Linked DNA regions of Mus musculus: region 2 is linked to region 1. A link is a contact called in public HiChIP or PLAC-seq data. All regions are on one chromosome and are shown on one strand. The core of a region is the stretch at or near the end of the contact, and the rest is flanking DNA. Distances in the headings are between cores, read along the strand shown. Region 1 overlaps Rnf213 (ring finger protein 213). Region 2 overlaps Slc38a10 (solute carrier family 38, member 10).

Evidence for each region. HiChIP or PLAC-seq counts read pairs in DNA pulled down with a chosen protein or histone mark.
Region 2: a contact with region 1 is called in an H3K27ac HiChIP or PLAC-seq map of T-cell acute lymphoblastic leukemia, with 4 times the contacts expected there. The contact joins two enhancer-like sites. A contact is called at or near these places in 1 of 39 promoter capture datasets (liver) and 2 of 115 datasets of contacts at active chromatin or transcription factors (T-cell acute lymphoblastic leukemia and large pre-B cells).

What each region holds. Positions count from the first base shown.
Region 1 is chr11:119,426,999-119,431,485 of GRCm38.p6, forward strand. It overlaps Rnf213 (ring finger protein 213), which reads left to right. Exons shown (of 68, transcript NM_001040005.3): 19 at 498-671; 20 at 1,015-1,164; 21 at 3,168-3,751. Among named protein-coding and RNA genes, the nearest start is that of Mir1932, 39 kb to the left of the region's middle. Within about 2 kb of position 1,978, at least 155 of the 459 cell types and tissues checked have an H3K27ac peak or open chromatin away from gene starts, as enhancers often do. A contact at or near this core is called in T-cell acute lymphoblastic leukemia, where this site is marked.
Region 2 is chr11:120,137,499-120,141,985 of GRCm38.p6, forward strand. It overlaps Slc38a10 (solute carrier family 38, member 10), which reads right to left. Exons shown (of 17, transcript NM_024249.5): 3 at 4,102-4,147; 4 at 3,095-3,188; 5 at 1,488-1,631; 6 at 359-483. Among named protein-coding and RNA genes, the nearest start is that of Gm11769, 11 kb to the right of the region's middle. Within about 2 kb of position 1,968, at least 30 of the 459 cell types and tissues checked have an H3K27ac peak or open chromatin away from gene starts, as enhancers often do. A contact at or near this core is called in T-cell acute lymphoblastic leukemia, where this site is marked.

The DNA of each region.
Region 1 (4,487 bases), core at 728-3,227:
GGTTTCGAACTCACAGAGATGCACCTGCCTATACTTGTAGAGTGCTGGGGATTCACGGTATGCGTCACATGCCCAGTTGTTTCATGGATTTACAGTGCTGGATAAGGCTGCTTGGTTTTCAGTGCTACAGATAAACAAGATCATTTTTATTATTTAATTTTTAATTATGAATGTATTTATTTGAGATAGGGTTTTTCTATGTAACAGCTCTGGTGTCCTGGAACTCTCTTTTTGTAGAACAGGCTAGCCTTGAAATCCCAGAGATTCGCCTGCTTCTGCGAGTTAAGTAAATGTATTTAAAATCTTGTCATCTAAGTTGTAAGTTTCACAGAGATGGGGAGCATGGTGGCCAGGCTGTGCAGGAGAACGAGTAGCAGTGCACCAGTCAAGTGCTGTCTCTGGAGACTGCCTGAGCGCCGCCGGAGCACGAGGAGTCATCAGGGAACCGATGGCTCAGGAGACCCAGGCTCTGATCCGTGTGCTCTCCTTCTGAGCAGGAACCAATGAGAAAATCATAGACAACATCACGGAGGAAGGCAGGCAGCTGATGGCCACTGCTGAGTCTGTGTTCCAGAAGGTCGCAGGGGAACTTGAAAATGGCACCATTGTGGTTGGACAGCTGGAGCTGATCCTCGAGCACCAGAGTCAGTTTCTTGACATCTGGAACTTAAGTGAGTACCAAATTGAGATAACACCTTTAGGCGGCTGAGCAACAGAAAGAGGGGGAAAGCCTGGGTATGCCATTTTGTGGTCAGGGTATGTTTCTGGGCTCTGTAACTGCCAGCAGCTCTTGCCAGAGAGCCTGGGAGCTTAGTTATTGTGGGGAGTGTCATGAGAGAGCAGTAGGATCAAGGCAGCAGAGCCTGTTCTGCCACCATCTTCATAGACTAGCTGAGCTCAAGTCTTGCTGCTCCCTCCACATGGCCCTGGCATGGAGCACGTTCAGAGAGAGGCAGTGGAATGTGATTACATGGAAGACTTACAGGATTGTGTGAGCTGTCACATACTTTCCAGATAGAAGGCGGCTGCCATCCCAAGAGAAGGCCTGTGATGTGAGGAGCTTGCTGAAAAGGAGAAGGGATGATCTGCTGTTCCTCAAGCAAGAGAAGAGATACGTGGAGAGCCTCCTGAGGCAGCTCGGAAGAGTGAAACACCTTGTGCAAGGTGGGCCCCAGGAGTGGCACTGAAGACTGAGGGGCCTCAGGGTGAAGGGCAGAGGAAGGCGCAGTGGGGGCGGAGTAGAGGCAGCTAGGGCAGGGGCTTTAAAGCAATATTTTTAATTTCCATGGGGAGGGGGCATGGGCATATACATGTGTGTGTGTGTGTGTGTGTATGTGCACTTAGGAGTGCATCTGGAAGCCCAGGGTAGATCCTGGGAATCTTTTTTGAGCCCTCTTTCACTATATTCAGTGAGACAGGGTCCCTCAATCAAATTCAGAGCTTGCTGATGGGTCTAGCCTTGCTAGCCAGTTTGCTCTGGGGATTCCTCCATCCCTGCCTCCCCAGGGTGGAACAGCCGGGCTGTCATGCCTACCCAAGGTTTATATGGGTTCTGGGGCTCAGAATTTTTTAAAATCTGAGTTCACTTGCATTTGCCAGAGGTTAATCAGTCTGACTTTTATTCACTCCCATGCCTGCAAGCATCCCTCCAACTTTTCTATGCTAGAACTATCTGTTGATTTCCCACCATAGGCAGGGCACCTCATGAGCACTAGGTCGGTCAGGGAGCTCTAGGCTTTCTTTTATCCTGCAGGTGCACTCTGTGCCTCTTCCCTCGCACGTCCCCGCCCTCTTCCCTCGCACGTCCCCGCCCTCTTCCCTCGCGCGTCCCCGCCCTCTTCCCTCGCGCGTCCCCGCCCTCTCCCCTCGCGCGTCCCCGCCCTCTCCCCTCGCGCGTCCCCGCCCTCTCCCCTCGCGCGTCCCCGCCCTCTTCCCTCGCACGTCCCCGCCCTCTTCCCTTGCGCGTCCCCGCCCTCTTCCCTCGACTCTGGCAGACACAGCTTATCTACCTTGCTGAGTAAGAGACAGACAGCCAACCTGCAGTCTCAGTCACTCCAAGTCTGGGATGTCTGTTCTAGGTCTAGGTGCTTGGCTAGGAGGAGTGGGCACCTCGTAGGTCACTGCACTAGGAACTGCATGCTGCAGTTCCTGCATGTTGCTCCTGCTTGTCTCTGGTGTTGCTGGGGCAGGCCTGGTGGCTGAGCCCTTGTGTATGACATTTGCCCTTAATGGATTCAATGTAAATCAGGTTATCCTCAAATTCACCCAGATCCACCTACCTCTGCCTAGGATTAAAGGTGTGTGCTACCATGACCACCAGCCAGCTTCTGACTTTTTTTTTTTAATAAAAGATTTATTTATTATTATATCTAAGTACACTTTAGCTGTCTTCAGACACACCAGAAGAGGGTGTCAGATCCCATTATGGATGGCTGTGAGACACCATGTGGTTGCTGGGATTTGAACTCAGGAACTTTGGAAGAGCGACAGTGCTCTTAACCACTGATCCATCATCTCTCCAGCCCCAGTTTCTGACTTTTAAGATATAATTTCTATTTTATAATTAGTGTGCTCTTAGAAGGGAGTGAAGAAAGGTGTGTGTGTTTCCCACTGACTTTTTACTCAGTTATGTACCCAGTTTCCTTGTTGTGAAAACTGACAAAGCCAAGGCGGAGGAGAGGAAAGATGCCCATGTTCTGCAGTGGTTGTGTTTGTTTTCTTAGAGAAGCAGCTAGAGGAAGAACCAGTGTTGTGTGTCCTTAGCAGAGGGCTTGCCTAGTGTTTGGGGCGGCAGGAGCTGTCCCCAGTGCTGCAAACAAACTCTAGTTCTGCTCACCCTGGTGCATGGCCACAATGCTGGCAATCAGGAGAATAATTAGTTGAAAGCCAGCCTGCCTACGTATTCAGACTTTGTCTTTCCCCTACACTAAGGAGGAGAGGTGACGCCAGCTGGTGATGACACAGCACAGGCCTTTAATCCCAGCACGGGTGGGGTGGCGGCAGGGGAACAGGTAAAACAGAGAGAGCCAGTGCTACACAGAAAATCTGTCTCAAAAAGGGGTGTGTATGTGCTCACACACATGAGGGGGGGCAGGGGGAGAGAGGGAGGATAAAATACAAGAAAAGTGAGATAAATAACCCCCACCCTTTAATTCTGGTTTCTATAGTGGATTTTGGAAACATTGAAATAATCCACTCTCAAGACCTCAGCAATAAGAAACTAAATGAAGCCGTGATTAAGCTCCCCAATTCCTCCTCCTACAAAAGGGAGACACATTACTGCCTGAGCCCTGACATCCGAGAAATGGCAAGCAAGCTAGACTCCCTGAAAGACAGCCATATCTTCCAGGACTTCTGGCAAGAGACAGCAGAGTCACTGAATACTCTGGATAAGGACCCCAGAGAGTTGAAGGTTTCGCTTCCAGAGGTCTTGGAATACCTGTACAACCCTTGTTATGACAACTTCTACACACTCTATGAGAATCTGAAGTCAGGAAAGATCACCTTTGCTGAAGTTGATGCCATCTTCAAAGACTTTGTAGATAAATATGATGAACTGAAAAACGACCTTAAATTCATGTGCACTATGAACCCCCAGGACCAAAAAGGTTGGATCTCAGAGCGTGTTGGGCAGATCAAAGAATATCACACCCTGCACCAGGCTGTCAGCTCTGCCAAGGTCATCTTGCAGGTCCGAAGAGCTTTGGGTGTGACTGGTGACTTCAGTGTTCTTAACCCATTGTTAAACTTTGTAAGTTGTTTGCTGGCTCTGCTGAGGGGTGAGGTCTTGGGTTGGGTAGGTGTCTGGGGCTTGGCAGTGTGGTTGGGGTGGTGTTTAAGCAGCTGGGGACAGCAAAGCCCTAGGTTCCGTCTTGCTCCATGATAGCTCCTGAACCAGTGGGTTTCAGGCCATCCGTCGGGGGATCAGTAGTCTAAGAGGAGGCCATGTTCTTCCACTTTACTTTCTGACATTACAGTTACTCGTTTCTCCCCCTTCCAAACTCTCCTTTGTATATCTCTCTCCTTGCTCTCTTTTCAATTCATGGCCTCTTTTGCCATGTTCTTTAAAAAGGTCATAAGAGCACAGAAGGAAGGAAGGTCATCTGTCCCAGATACAATTGCATCAGCTCTAGACAGCAGCAGCAAGCAACACATCACCCGGCAGAGCTGAGATGGGAGGTCTTTTGTCTCTATTTTGAGACAGGGTCTCACTATGTAGTCTGGCTGTCCTGGCTGTTGCTATGTAGACCTAGGTGGTGGCTGGCATTGAACTCACAGAGATCCACTTGCCTCTGCCTTCAGATAAGTGCTGAAATAAGAGAGACAGGCAGAGAGACAGAGACAGAGATGGAGAAAGACAGGTCTGGTAGTACTATGGTGAGAAACAAATTTCAAAGACCATGTAAGCTCTGGGGTGGAGTGTGAGGTGTGTATATGGGGAAGCTGAAGTGGAAGGTACTGCTGACCAGGGAGGAGGAAGTCCTATG
Region 2 (4,487 bases), core at 718-3,217, 710 kb after region 1:
AATGTTTGTGCAACATCTTTTTAAATATTCTCAGAAAACCAGCTAGAGTCTGGCAAAGTACTCGGGACTCTTCTCAGTCAGATGGCTGGGTAGCTGCTGCACCCCACAGCCAACTCTCCCCTCATGGGATCTGGGAAACTCAGGCCCTTGCCAGTTAGTTAGCAGTAGTTTATTTCCTGGTTAACACAGAACTCTCCCCTCAGCCTAGAGGAACAGTCTACACTAGGTCAGCCATCACTCCTCAGTGGCCAGAAGCAAGAAAAGCAGGCTGCTGACCCACAGCTTCTCCCTTCGCCCCTCCTCCAGGCTACACCCTCAGCCCCACCCCTCCCCCTTCTTTCACCTTGGCAGTACTTACGACTGACAGGCAAAGGACATGCCAAAGATGGGGACACAGCGGAAAACACCTTCCCAGCGAATGTAGCTGACCTGTCGCAGCCACTGCCCACTAAAGAGGCCATGTTTAAGGGAGGACAGCACAATCTAGACCAAGAAGAGAGTGAGACATGGGGTCAGGAGAGAGTAGAAACCGTGCCACAGAGGAGGTACAGGAGACACACAGCTCTTCTCTACATCAAAGCTGGCTTATTCCTGTAGCCTGGGGCTGTCTGAAGGGGCAGGGGCTCCACCTCACCTATGTCCCTGGGCCCTGGCTTAGAACCCAGTCCATGCATGGAGCTGCCTGAGCACTACTGAGAGGTGTACCCAGCTGCAGGGGGGTTCTGCTCCGATGTGGGGCCTCATAGTGGAGAGAGAAGCAGAAGCTCACTCCCTCCCTCAGCCCTGAAACCCGTCTCAGATGACAGGGAGCAGTGCCCTCCATAAGGGCATGTCCTTTATCTCCTTGCCCTGGACAGGCAGACAGCCATCTTTCAGGAGCTCATCCACTGAAGACATGGCTATGAGTCAGGAGTTAACTGTCCCTGGCTGGTCCCCTGCAGCCAGACCAGGGCACAGCTCCTGCAAGCACACTTGGCCCCTGCCCTCAGGAAACCCAGCGTCTTCCCTGGCAGTGAGGGTGAACCCCCAAGGGTTCAGCAGGGTCAGGGAGGAAGGCTAAGGACTCTGGAGGAAGTCCTCACACCCCATCTTCCAGACTATCCCCAAAAAAGCTCATTTAGAAAAGTGACAACTGGCACCATGTGACAAAACACTAGCACATACACCTGGTTCCATGTTCCACATGGAAGTTCTTCCCATAAAACACACAGCCACCTCACTTGCTTTCCAGAGCCTGGGTAAAGGGACTATGGTTTCAAAGCCCCTTCTGGATCCTGCTGTCCAACTGCTCTGCCTCTGGTGCTCACAGACCAGGCATGCACACGGCCTTCACGACATTGCAGTAGTTCTACCACAGGACTCAAAGCCACTTTCCCATAATCCCCCCAAGGTAGCTGATGGCAACAGCAGACTAAGGCGTGGACACATGTGGTTATGGGAAGGACTACGCCACAAACAAGCCCCTCAGCAGTGTCTCCGGTGCTCACCACGAACATGAAGACGGTGTAGAAGAGGAGCGCCATGGCACTGAAGGACTGGATAGAGGCCATCATGTTTCTCTGCAGGCTGAGCGGGAGCACAATGAACAGGGACACTGCGAAGAGCAGGAACACACGGACAGTCCTGGTCACCTGGAAGGGAATCAGCTCTAAGCTCTGAGCTCACTCACTGCCAGGACTCATCTTACCAGTGTGGCCAGGGCAGGAGCCACCACAGGCTGAGGAGCACACTGAGGCCTTAAAGCAGAAGGTGGTGTGGTCAAGTCTGGCAGGTACAGGCTGAAAGCTCCCCTCTCAGTGGCCACGTGGATCAAAGTACTGAACACCTCTGGCCCAGCATGGTCCACCCAGGCTCCACAATGAGACTAGTCAGGACCAAAATATCAGCTACCCAGAGCCAACACGTTACACAGTGTCAGAATGTGGCAAGAGCACGCGGGAACTGCACTGCTCTGGAAAAACCCTGCCCAGCTGGTGCCGGCGGCTGGTGGAAGGAGTCACCACGTCTCCACACAACTCAGAGCTATCTTTACCACAGAAGGAAATTCTGACCCAGATAATTCATCACAAAACTCCAGGCTGGCGTCTACTAAGAAGCACCGATCTGGGGATATCTACCATCTCACTGATCTGCAGCCAGCACGTTTGACTTCCTGGAACCTTCTTCACAGGTGACAGCGAGGCCACAGAGGCTGATACTGCCCATCCTGCAAGTCTCTCAGAACTGCAGGTGAGATATCTGGCCCTGGCACAGATCGGTAGGGTTTTGAGAAAGGACTCAAGTAACTGTGTGAGAGACTGACCCACAACTCTGCTGGACCCAAGGGCAGTGTGGGAGATGGACAGAAAGCCAAAGGGGAAGACACAGACCAGGGCCAGGCTCACAGGCCACTCTCTGCAAAGTCCTCCCACACCATGCAAATCCTACACATATTCACGAGAAGGATCTCCTCAGCTGTCACATTTACAAACTAAAAGTCATCTCCAGCTACCAGGTAAACAAAAACAAAGGAGTCTTCACAAAAAAGACCCCCCAGGGCCATATGCCCACTTTCCCTAGGCGGTCACTGGTTACAGCTCTGCTCCCCAGTAGGGGAGGAAGGTTGTGTGGGGTCCAGTTCACAGGTGGGACCTTCACAGTCAGGGAGTGGCAAGCTTGGAGGATGCACAGAGCTATGTCACAGGCCCTGGGAGCAGTGCCCTCGAGTCTTCCTCAGCAGGGTGGGCCCCAACTCCCAGCCTCAATGTACCGATCAACAGCCCAGCACAGAAGCTGCACGAGGGCCTGGCCTCTTTTGCCTTTTGATGAGCACCGCTGGAAGGCTGAGGCATCTGACCTGCACAATGATTTGCTGTGTCCTACCCCTCCTCCTCCCTGCCTCCACCTTGTACACCATCAGGCTGTATCACAGCCTGCTCTCTCTCTCTCTCTCCCTCTCCTGGTGCCTCTCAGACACTACTCGAGCAAAGTTCTGAAATCCAAGCCAGGGAACTTGAGTGGCTGGCAGGCACAGGTCCCAGGTGGCTTAAGGAAAGGAGGCATCAGGCAGCAACCACAAGGATTAAAACAGACCAGATATCTAACAGTGTCTTACCTGTAATCCAAGCAGCGGAGCAAAGAAGTTGGACCCCAAGTCACCGATCACGACATAGAAGGTAATGCAGGATCCCAGCATCAGCCCAATCATGCTGTGAAGAAAGACACCCAGGGCTCTGAAGTCAGATTTAAGAAGGTGCTGCTTTGTGATCAAAGCTGAGCACCTTTGCAGACTCAAGACTCAGGTACCCCGAGTCTGACACCCAGGACCACATCCAGTTCCTGGGCTTTGCTGACATGGAACTGCCATAAACTGGCTGGGCTGGAGGCAACTGTGACCGTGGGTGTCTGGGGGACCTCCACTGCTCTTGGGGTAAATGCTGAACCATACTCAACTAGTCTCTCTTGGGTAAATACCAAATCACACTTAACTAGTCTCTATGTGCTATCCTAGTTCCCTTCCTCAGGAGCTTCCGAAACTCTTTCAGGTACAGAAATATTAGATAAGTTAAAAGAATAATCAACTGCTTCTAAAAACTGTTTTCTTCTGTGTTCACAATCCCTTGATTAAGAAGCCTAAAAGTGTAATTTTCTGACAAATTTTTCCAACTCATTAAAATTTTACTCTCCAAAAAAAAAAAAAAAGTGGCATTTCAATTTAGAGCCTCCCTTCTGTGGCAGAGTTGGGGACACAATTTACATAACAGCGTTAAGATTACCTGTTCTTGGGGTGGGGGGTTTGTGGAAGGGAGACCGGGAATGGGGATAACATTTGAAATGTAAACAAATACAACGATTAATTTAAAAAAAAAAAAAGATTAGCTATACTGAGAGAGCTATTTTTCTGTACTTCCCAAGTCTCTTATTCTCATGTACATCTTAGCAAGACTTAATAAGGCTTTCGACTTGGACAGCAGTCACTGTGAGGTAAAGTCACAGTGAGCTGACTGTGAGGGACTCCTCAGAAGCACATTAGACGCTGTAAGCTCTCCCCGAGTGACTCAGTGTTCACTCCCTGACAGGCTCCAGTAAGAAGGATGGACTCAGCAGGGCTGCACCACTCACCTGGTCTCCACCAGCATCTTCCCGGCCTTGCCGTAGGCGTGGAACGCTAGAGAAAAGGAAACCGCTCAGTCTGACAGCAACGCACACCCACCGAGAGGCCGGGCGCGGTGGCGCACGCCTTTAATCCCAGCACTCGGGAGGCAGAGGCAGGCGGATTTCTGAGTTTGAGGCCAGTCTGGTCTACAGAGTGAGTTCCAGGACAGCCAGGGCTACACAGAGAAACCCTGTCTCGAAAAAAACAAAAAAACAACAAAAAAAAAAAAAGCCACCGAGAAAAGCTGTGTGCTGCAGTTTGACGAGCATCCGTTTGCTTGAGGTCTCATGGATATAAGGAGATACTTTAAACTCTGGTGCCAGACCTTCTTTAGACCTACCATCCCCAAATG